Regions from separate parts of the Zea mays genome. Here region 1 is linked to region 2. A link is a contact called in public Hi-C data. All regions are on one chromosome and are shown on one strand. Each heading gives the region's core, a stretch centred on a gene start, on an enhancer-like site or on the middle of the called end of the contact. The rest is flanking DNA. Distances are from core to core; before and after follow the strand shown.

Region 1 (4,047 bases), core at 44-2,543, 310 kb after region 2:
GATCTCACCGTTGATGATCCAAGACTCTGAACGAATGTATCCTCGCAATCACTACACCACTGCTCCATTGGTTATCACCCGTGACACACGAGTGACCTCGCCACGAAGGCTTATCCCTGCAAGCGCAATCAAGAACACAAGCAAGAATAGGAAGAGCGCAATCAAAACTGCATTGATTACGAGGTGGGGTCTCACAAACCGATGAACATCGATACTATTTGATGACATATATGATCTAAGCAAAACCCACACCCTAATATGGCGGTAGCTGCTGTTAAAATAGAGGTTAGGGGTGTGCACAACCCCTGGAGGTACCCTTAATGGGCTCCAACATGATACGCGACCCAACAGACGCAACACCAAAACAAAATCTGAGCGGTGACTTGTTTCGATGATCCTCGTTGACTCTAAATGAATTTTAAGGTGAGACTAGTTGGGCTGGTTAGATAATCTTCTTATCTTTCCAACCATACCAAGTCCATCTCAATTGGAGCCCGGATGCGTCTTGGGTGTCCATTTTAGTGCAGACTGGTCCTGAAACCCGAGATGGAATAACAGTCGAGTCAGACTTGATCTTCTTCTTGTTGTGGACGCCCTTGCTGCTCTTCCTCGACACCTTAGCCTTTTCCAAGCTCTTGATGGTCCTCTCCAAAGTTCCTAATCATTAAAACATCCATGACACCAAACAAAAGCTCTAAAACACAATTGACTATGTTAGAACGAACCTGGAGATTCACCTTTCGTGCACGTGCTCGTGTTGCCGGTCCATGCATTGTTTTGTGTGGGAGTGATGTCCTCATCAAAAGACATACCTGGGGGACGAAGCGTCAACCTCGACGTCGGTGTCCAGGGTCGGTGCATCCATGGAGGATATGACGACACAGAAGTCCGGCTAGCCGGTCGTGCTCCAATGCAGGAAATGGGGAGAGATGCTCACAATGGTTAGTGCTCGAAGCCTGGGGTCTACACTACAATCGGGCGCATCTAGTGGAGAGAATGGGAAGGAAGAAGGGAAGAGATAACTCATTGGCGATGACAACATGAGCAGTGACGCTGCTGAAGACGGGAGCCGTGGCCACGCAGACTAATCCTCACAGCAGAGGATTAATCACTGTCGAACGCGCCTGAGAGAGATCGAGTCCACACCGGCGTGTGCGTGTTATGTGGATCTCAAATCGTCGAAGCCTTTTTCTACACCTCTATTTCCTCAACCGTGTTTGGTAATAACAAAAATCTCAATGGTTCAAACATGGACGGACCTACAACTTTAAACCCTAGCCCAGTCCATGACATACTAAAACCCTAACCCCCAGAATAACGAGCGGACGACGATCAGGCACCCACCTAAACCCTAACCTAACGCCCGCTTCCTCCCAGCCGAGCGAGCCACTGCGTAGCGCGACTGCGACTGCCTGCGCCGCCGCCAGCCTCTTGCGTCGTCGCCCCTGTCCGCGGCCGCCGAGGCGCCGACTCGCCGGCGCGGCGCCGTCTTCCGCCACTGCGCCCCACCGCCCAGGACGAAGCTCCAGCTCCGGCCCACCGTCTCCCTGCCGGCACTGCCGCGCCGAGGGCCCGAGCTCCTCCTCGCCCCATGCCCTCGCGGCCGCCCTGCCCAGCTCCGCCCCGCGCGTTCGCGGCTCTGCGCCCCCGCCAGGCCGAGCTTCGCACGTTCGCCGTCCGCGCCTTCGGCTTCCGCAGTTCGCACAGCTGACAGCAGTCCATTCACCGTCCGCGCCTCCGGTCACCGCACAGTAGTGAATCCATTCGTCGTCCGTGCCTCCGATCACCATACAACCGTGACCGTTAGCAGCACCTTGATTTTTGCGCGTCCTCCGCCACTGGTGGCAGCGACGCGCTTCCGAGGAGGTTAGAGCGTTGGCTGCTATGGCGCCGCCTCGCGTCACCAGGAAGAAGGGGAAGGGCGCCGGCGGCAAGACCGACCTGCGTCCCGACCGGAAGCAGTTCAAAAGGCACCACAAGGAGGATGCAGCCGCTGAGCAGGGGGATGGCAACGGAGAGCGGCAGCAGTCGGCAGCGCCGGGTTCTGCAGCGCTCCTCGCCGCAGCTTCTGACGAAGCTGACTTTCCAAGAGGTAAGCGTCGAGCTGAGCAGTCCCGCAACACCCCTCCCCTCCTCCCTGTCAATTTTGCATTGCACTGATGTGTTGTTGTGCGTTTGGGGTGGTGCACAGGGGGACACAGCCTCCTGAGCAAGGATGAGATGGCGGAGGCTCGTGCGGAGGCGGAGCAGGATTTCGAGAGGGAGGCGAAGAAGGGGAAGGGAAAAAGGAAGAGGAGTGGCGGCGAGTCGTCTGGTTTTGGCGTGGATGACGACTTGGGGATACTCTTCGGTGGGGCCACCACTGGGAAGCTCCCACGCTTTGCTAATCGCATCACAGTAAAGGTTACCTCCTAAAGTCTGTTACTATGCAGCAATGGGTAGAAAGTGGTAGATCTTCCAATCGAACTGCATCCTTAACCTTGAAATACGCTCTGGGGGTCTCTTGACTGCTTAGCATAAGTCAAGAGTACTGTTTATCTAGCGATTAGAAATGAGAAAATGCTATATAGACCTTAAGCAGGAGCCCCTGTTGTGCACTTCTCTTTAAATAAGATAACAGCAGCAGAAGCAAGCAGACTGCTGCCGACACCCCCTTCTAAATCAAGGGATTTGACAGGTTGGAGACAGCGAAATCAAGATAACAGCAGCAGAAGCAAGCAGGGCTAGAAGCAAAATTGAATGGTCCAGCAGCGGAATCGAGGGGTATATGGTGGAATCACTGGGGTGACCGCATATGCATAAGGCGATGGGCCACTGTGGCGAACTTAGACCGCTTTGACACTTAAGCAACACTTGAATAATGTCTTAATAACCATGATTAGAATTATTGTCTATTTCTGGCCTCTTCCAAATAAACACAGAATTATTGTTATGTGGGTGCTCTACCTCTCTTCTCCATCAAGCGCAGAGCAGCCGGGGCTTGACCCTGGCCCTTTGTCGTCCCTGTTACATGCTATAATCCCTGTCCACTCGAATTTATTCAAAGGCCCAAGGAGCTAGACTTTTATTCTTATATCAATTCACACTGAACTTCTCTGGCATGTTTGCTCTAACAAATAGCTGGTGAGAGCAAACATATTTTCCATTGTTAATCCTGGCAACGTTTCAGATGGTTCAGATATCCATTCAAATCCTGCAGCAGCAGCACATATACTGATGCACTTCCCATCCAATATTTCTCATATTTTTGAACTAAACGCTCTTCATAAAATCTTAATGGATTTAGCTTGTTTTGGACAGTTTCAGTTGCTAGAATATGGTACAAGTTATGCACCTCGATGCACATTAAGATTAAGGTGATGTAGGGCTACACGCGAATCTTTCTTTGGTCATTGCATTAGTTGAGGCTACAGGATTGCCATTTGGCCCTTTGAATGTGATGTCTAGGATATATATCGCTAGCTTTGTGTTGGGTGGTGTTACTGTGATTATTCTTATTTGTTACCTTGAAATGTTTGGATTTTGGAGCATGTGATGACTGGCCTCAAGTTGGTAGCAATTGTCCTTATTTTAAGTCAGCTATGTTTACTGTTTGTATCTGTTTATTGAGAGCATGTTAACATGAGACATGTAGTGGCTTCTTTAAATCCTTCACAAAATGCTGCTATATTGCTGAACTGGTAATGCCCCCCTCCCCTTGTCAGAATATTTCACCAAATATGAAGCTCTGGGGTGTTGTAATTGAGGTTAACCAGAAAGATATTGTGTTAAGTCTACCTGGTGGAATTAGAGGCTTTGTTCGCTCAGAGGATGTTTGCGACATTGCTTTGCAGGAAAATCGTAAGGTAGATATTTTCTTCTTAAGTAATTCATAATTGATATTGCTTTGTCAGTGTTTAGCCATCTGGTGAACCAACTGATACTGTTCTTTTGCAGGATAGTGGGAACAATTTATGCGCAGAAGTTGTTCATGTTGGTCAGCTTGTTCCTTGTATAGTCCTACGAGTCGACGATGATAGTAGAGAAGGAAAAGTAAACAAACGGGTT
Region 2 (4,389 bases), core at 157-2,656:
AAGCTCCTCAACAAAAAGCCAAAATAAACGGACACTATGATTGGCCTGGTGGTTTATTTGTTTTGGGTGTGGCTATCATGGTATTTGAAGCACCCGTGGTCCAGCTCCCAAGCAATAAAATTCAAAGTCGTTTTTGAGAGCCTAGCTGGTGTGTTGCACCTTTTGTCAGTGTTAATGACCGGCCTATGGTGCAGCAAAACAAACAAGAGACCGTGTTGGCCTGATCTGTTTGGTGCAACAATACCAAAACACAAAATAATTGCACCTCACACATCTGGCTTGGCCCAGTCTGTCAGTACGGGCCACACTGGTGCAGAATCAAACGGGTCCTCTGTATCCATGCCAACGTGTAGGGGTCACCTGAGCCCTCTTGGCTGAGCGGACATACGAATTATAAACACATCTGCGTGCATCCGATCCGAATAATCTGAGTAGAAGAAACCTCCGGTGTCATCTGATTTCATATCAAAGGTGCTGCCGTACCATTTCATCTGCGCACGCAGTAGTCAAGCTACCTGCTAGATTCTACAGTGGCTGGCCATGGAAGAGGACGACACCCAAGAATAGGGGTGGACATTTTCCGTCTGATTGGTTGTTGTACACAGGTAGGCTGGCTCATATCCGACGGGTCAGGCTCCTTGTGTACAAGCTTGGTATGTACATATGCTTTTGTTTGGTTGGTTGTATTATTACATTCAGGACAAATATAACCTGTGTTTGGTTATCTACACCAAAACATGTATTAGAGAAAAGTGAATAAATAAATCTTTAAATATTATATAGCATGTGTGGTCTAGTTTTGTTCAAAAAAAATCCAGGAACACGAATATAAAATCGGTTCGATGATTAACTTTTTTATTTAAAAGATATGATGCAAGAACATATAAATGCGTTCTCGTTTTGCGTGCAACTACATGCAACAGCATGCCACCGGACTGCACGCCGGCGTACGCGCGCTGGGAGCATCTCACGCGGGCCTGGCTCGCCATCTATTTTTGCATCCGTTCAACCAGTACGCTGAGAGAAGTAAACCAAACAATATGCACTTTGAGACTCCGCGAGTGCAGCTGCAACCTTCCGCACATCAACCAAACAGGCAGTTTAAAACCGAACCCGAACCTGAACCGAACCCGAATAGATCGAATTGTCGGTCTATTTGGGTTTTTGGGTTCGGATTCGGTTCCTATACGTGCTATATTTCGGGGTATGGATTCGGGTTCGATTCTGAACTTTTAAAACCCGAATAGAACGAATAACCCGAAATATAAAAAAGCTCTTAATATGTGATGATATTATTATATGATTTATGAACTTATTAGCTAGAAATAATAATATCATCTTAACAATAATATATATATCTTTGTATGCTAATTTTATAGTCACTTGTTGTAATAATAGTACTTTCAATTAATTATTCATTGTATATATTTTGACAAAATATACTAGTCTCTCTATAATTTGGGTCTATTCGGTGGACCGAATAGACCGAACCGAAATTGTGAGTCTATTCGGGTTCGGTTCCTAATTTTTTTTGAAAATTTCGGTTCTCATTTTTCAAAACCTGAAATTTCACAAACTCGAATAGACCGAACCGAATTAACCTAATAGACCGAATGTCAAGCTCTCCACATCGTCGTGTTCCCATGACTGGCGTTCGGCCACATGATCACGTTTCTGGACCTCTCCAAGCGGCTGGCGCGGCGCGGCCACGCCGTCACCTTCGTCTCCACGCCGAGGAACGCCGCCAAGCTGCAGGGCTCCATCCCGCTGGAGCTCGCGGCGCACCTATGCATCGTCAGGCTGGACCTGCCCGGCGTCGATGGCCTCCCCGAGGGCGCCGAGTCAACCGCCGACGTCCTTCCGAAGAAGGTCGGGCTCCTCCAGAAGGCGTTCGACGGCCTCGCCGCGCCGTTCGAGCGCCTTGCCATCGGGGCTGTGCTGCCGCCGGCTAGGCGTCCGCGTTCTCGAGGAAGCTCGACTGGATCGTCCTCGACTTCGCTCAGAACTGGATCTGGCCAATTGCTGAACAGCATAAGGTAGTGTATATATTTTTACGTATTGCCTGCATTTTTTCTAAGGGTACTAAGAAAAAAACATAATTAAGAGTAAAAATGAGGAAGGTTATAAAACTGAGGGTACAAATTTAAATAGCCCTTTTGTTTTTTCCGGTCACAAGGTGTTTAGAGAAGAAATTGACCGAATTAGTCGGATAAATAGTCGTACTATCAAGAGAGGTAAATGACATTTATCTATGGGAAACTTAGGGTGTGTTTGATTGCGGGACAGCTAGGACAGGGTCGTCCCCTGACGTCCTCTCTCATTCCTCCAATTTTGAGGGACAATAGGGGACAACACTGGATAGTCCTGTCCTAACCCTTGACCCAGAACCAAACAACCTAATTTGAGGGATCGTCCCATCCCATCCCGTCCTGTCATTGCAACCAAACGCATGCCTCATAGAGCATCTAGTAGTTGCATTTGTATTAGGACTAACAACGCTTCCGATTTCGAGAGTTAAAATCTTTTCAAAAGCGTGGTTGAAAAGTTAAGTGGTTCATTGGTCAACGGACCGTTCGACCGGGATTGGCAGACTGTCCGTGACTCACTATGTGGACCAACAGAAGTGGTCCTTCTCGGAGTAATTTGAGCTCTTGTATTGCAGACCATCTGGACCTTAGGGTCGGCTCGTCCGCGGTCCTAACTAGAGGGATTGCATGTTTACACAAGCCCCTGTATGGTTGTACAGACCTGACCAGGGTCAGCGGACCGTCCACAGGTGCTAAAATATTTTGGGCAGAGACTATGTGTTGGGGGTCTGCTTCGTCGCCGAAGGTCCCATAAGAATAAACACCTTCGGAAGATCGACACAGAAGCAAAGCCGAAGCTGCCAATCAGAGAGCTTCATAGCGTACTACCGGATGTACCGACTTAAAGATGAAATGACCAATCGGTCCATGATAGCTTGTATTATGATTGTAATCATTTGTAAAGGGCATGAATGTAATTCCTCACAGGCTGCGTCCTGTGCCTATAAATGGATGAACAGTACCCCTGTACTGTTCACGCTATCTTGTATTCGCTCGTGCGCCACGCTTGGATTTTTGCCTTCTATCAAGCCGAAGGCACAAATGTAATTAAATATTGTCTTTATCTATTCAAGATTATATAATGAAGATATGTGAATGATGTTATATGATTATTCATGTTATCTTCATGTTTCATATGCTCTGTCTTTCATTAACGTATACCGTGATGATGAAGGTACGTCCTTCATGACCTTCGTCCGAAGATCGTTATATCCTAAGGGAAATAATGCTTCGAAGGACGAAGGACATTAACATTTAATATTTTGTGTTGCCTTGTTCTTAACTCATAGCATTTGAGAACAAGTCCCCAACACTATGTGTTTTTGATCAAGTGTACTATGAACTGTTCGGGGTTTTAGTCTGGACAGTAATGTCTCCCAGGTGGCGGACCGTTCGGTCTTGGAGGGCGAACAATCTGCCCGTGTTAAAGTGGTCTAATCGGAGCTCAGGTGAGTTTAGTTGCCAGATCTCAGATCGTCCGGCCGTGGGTGGCGGACCATATGGGCTAGCCTTTATCTGACAACTCTAACAGGTTTCAAACGAGGATATAACTGTTACTGTGTACAAGGGACCATTCGACATGAGGGCGCAGACTGTCTGCGTGTGCGCAGAAGCTGTGTTACTTGCACAAAACGACTAGAAATGTTTGGAACATATAAATAGAAGTGGTGCTCGTGTGCGAGACCTCTCTTGGCAATTTCTAGCACAAATTGAGCATATTTGTGATCCTCCTGTTGGAACTTGCTGACACATGGTCAAGCTAATCCAAACAGTAGGAGAACGGGGATGATTTGATGCTTGACAACACGGTGTATTAGAGCAACAGTGTTTTTCAGCATCTCGAATTAGGATACAGTACGGGGGTATTTATAGGTAACCAGGGGGCGGTCTCACCTTGGTAAATACAATTATGCCCCTGGTTACCTACGTTATCCCTAGAATATTCCCCTTCAAAGGGTTATTACATGTCATTACAATGTGATTAGGTACAACACGGATGGATACACCATTAACTCTACCTACACTATAGCTTACAAGTGGGACCAGGCGCCCTAGGGCGGTTTACATGGGTCTACTTTGACAACAAAGCACGGGTAGCGACAGTGGCCCCCGTGTTCCGTGCGCCGAGTCTTTGGAAGTGTTGGGGGTCTTCCTCTTCCAATGGTACTAAAAACACAGCTATCCATTTGCTTTCAGCATACTACTAAATATTACAGGAGCTTTGTCACCAGAAAAGCTTTGGTATAACACAAGAGGAGCGAAGCAAGCTTCGTCCAACAGACTTCGTCATGGTGAAATGGGT

What was found. A called contact is a pair of places that touch in the nucleus more often than the background predicts.
Region 1: a contact with region 2 is called in a Hi-C map of leaf, with 2.2 times the contacts expected there. The contact joins the promoter of LOC103632096 here to the promoter of LOC109940837 in region 2. A contact is called at or near these places in 10 of 25 Hi-C or Micro-C datasets (ear, leaf, tassel and 1 more).

What each region holds. Positions count from the first base shown.
Region 1 is chr7:17,111,480-17,115,526 of Zm-B73-REFERENCE-NAM-5.0, forward strand. It overlaps LOC103632096 (rRNA biogenesis protein RRP5), which reads left to right and starts at 1,294. Exons shown (of 40, transcript XM_008653946.3): 1 at 1,294-2,092; 2 at 2,192-2,403; 3 at 3,705-3,845; 4 at 3,937-4,047. The coding sequence starts at 1,885.
Region 2 is chr7:16,806,044-16,810,432 of Zm-B73-REFERENCE-NAM-5.0, forward strand. It overlaps LOC109940837 (UDP-glycosyltransferase 91A1), which reads left to right and starts at 1,407. Exons shown (of 2, transcript XM_020541163.2): 1 at 1,407-2,036; 2 at 2,663-3,205. The coding sequence starts at 1,663. The coding sequence ends at 2,678.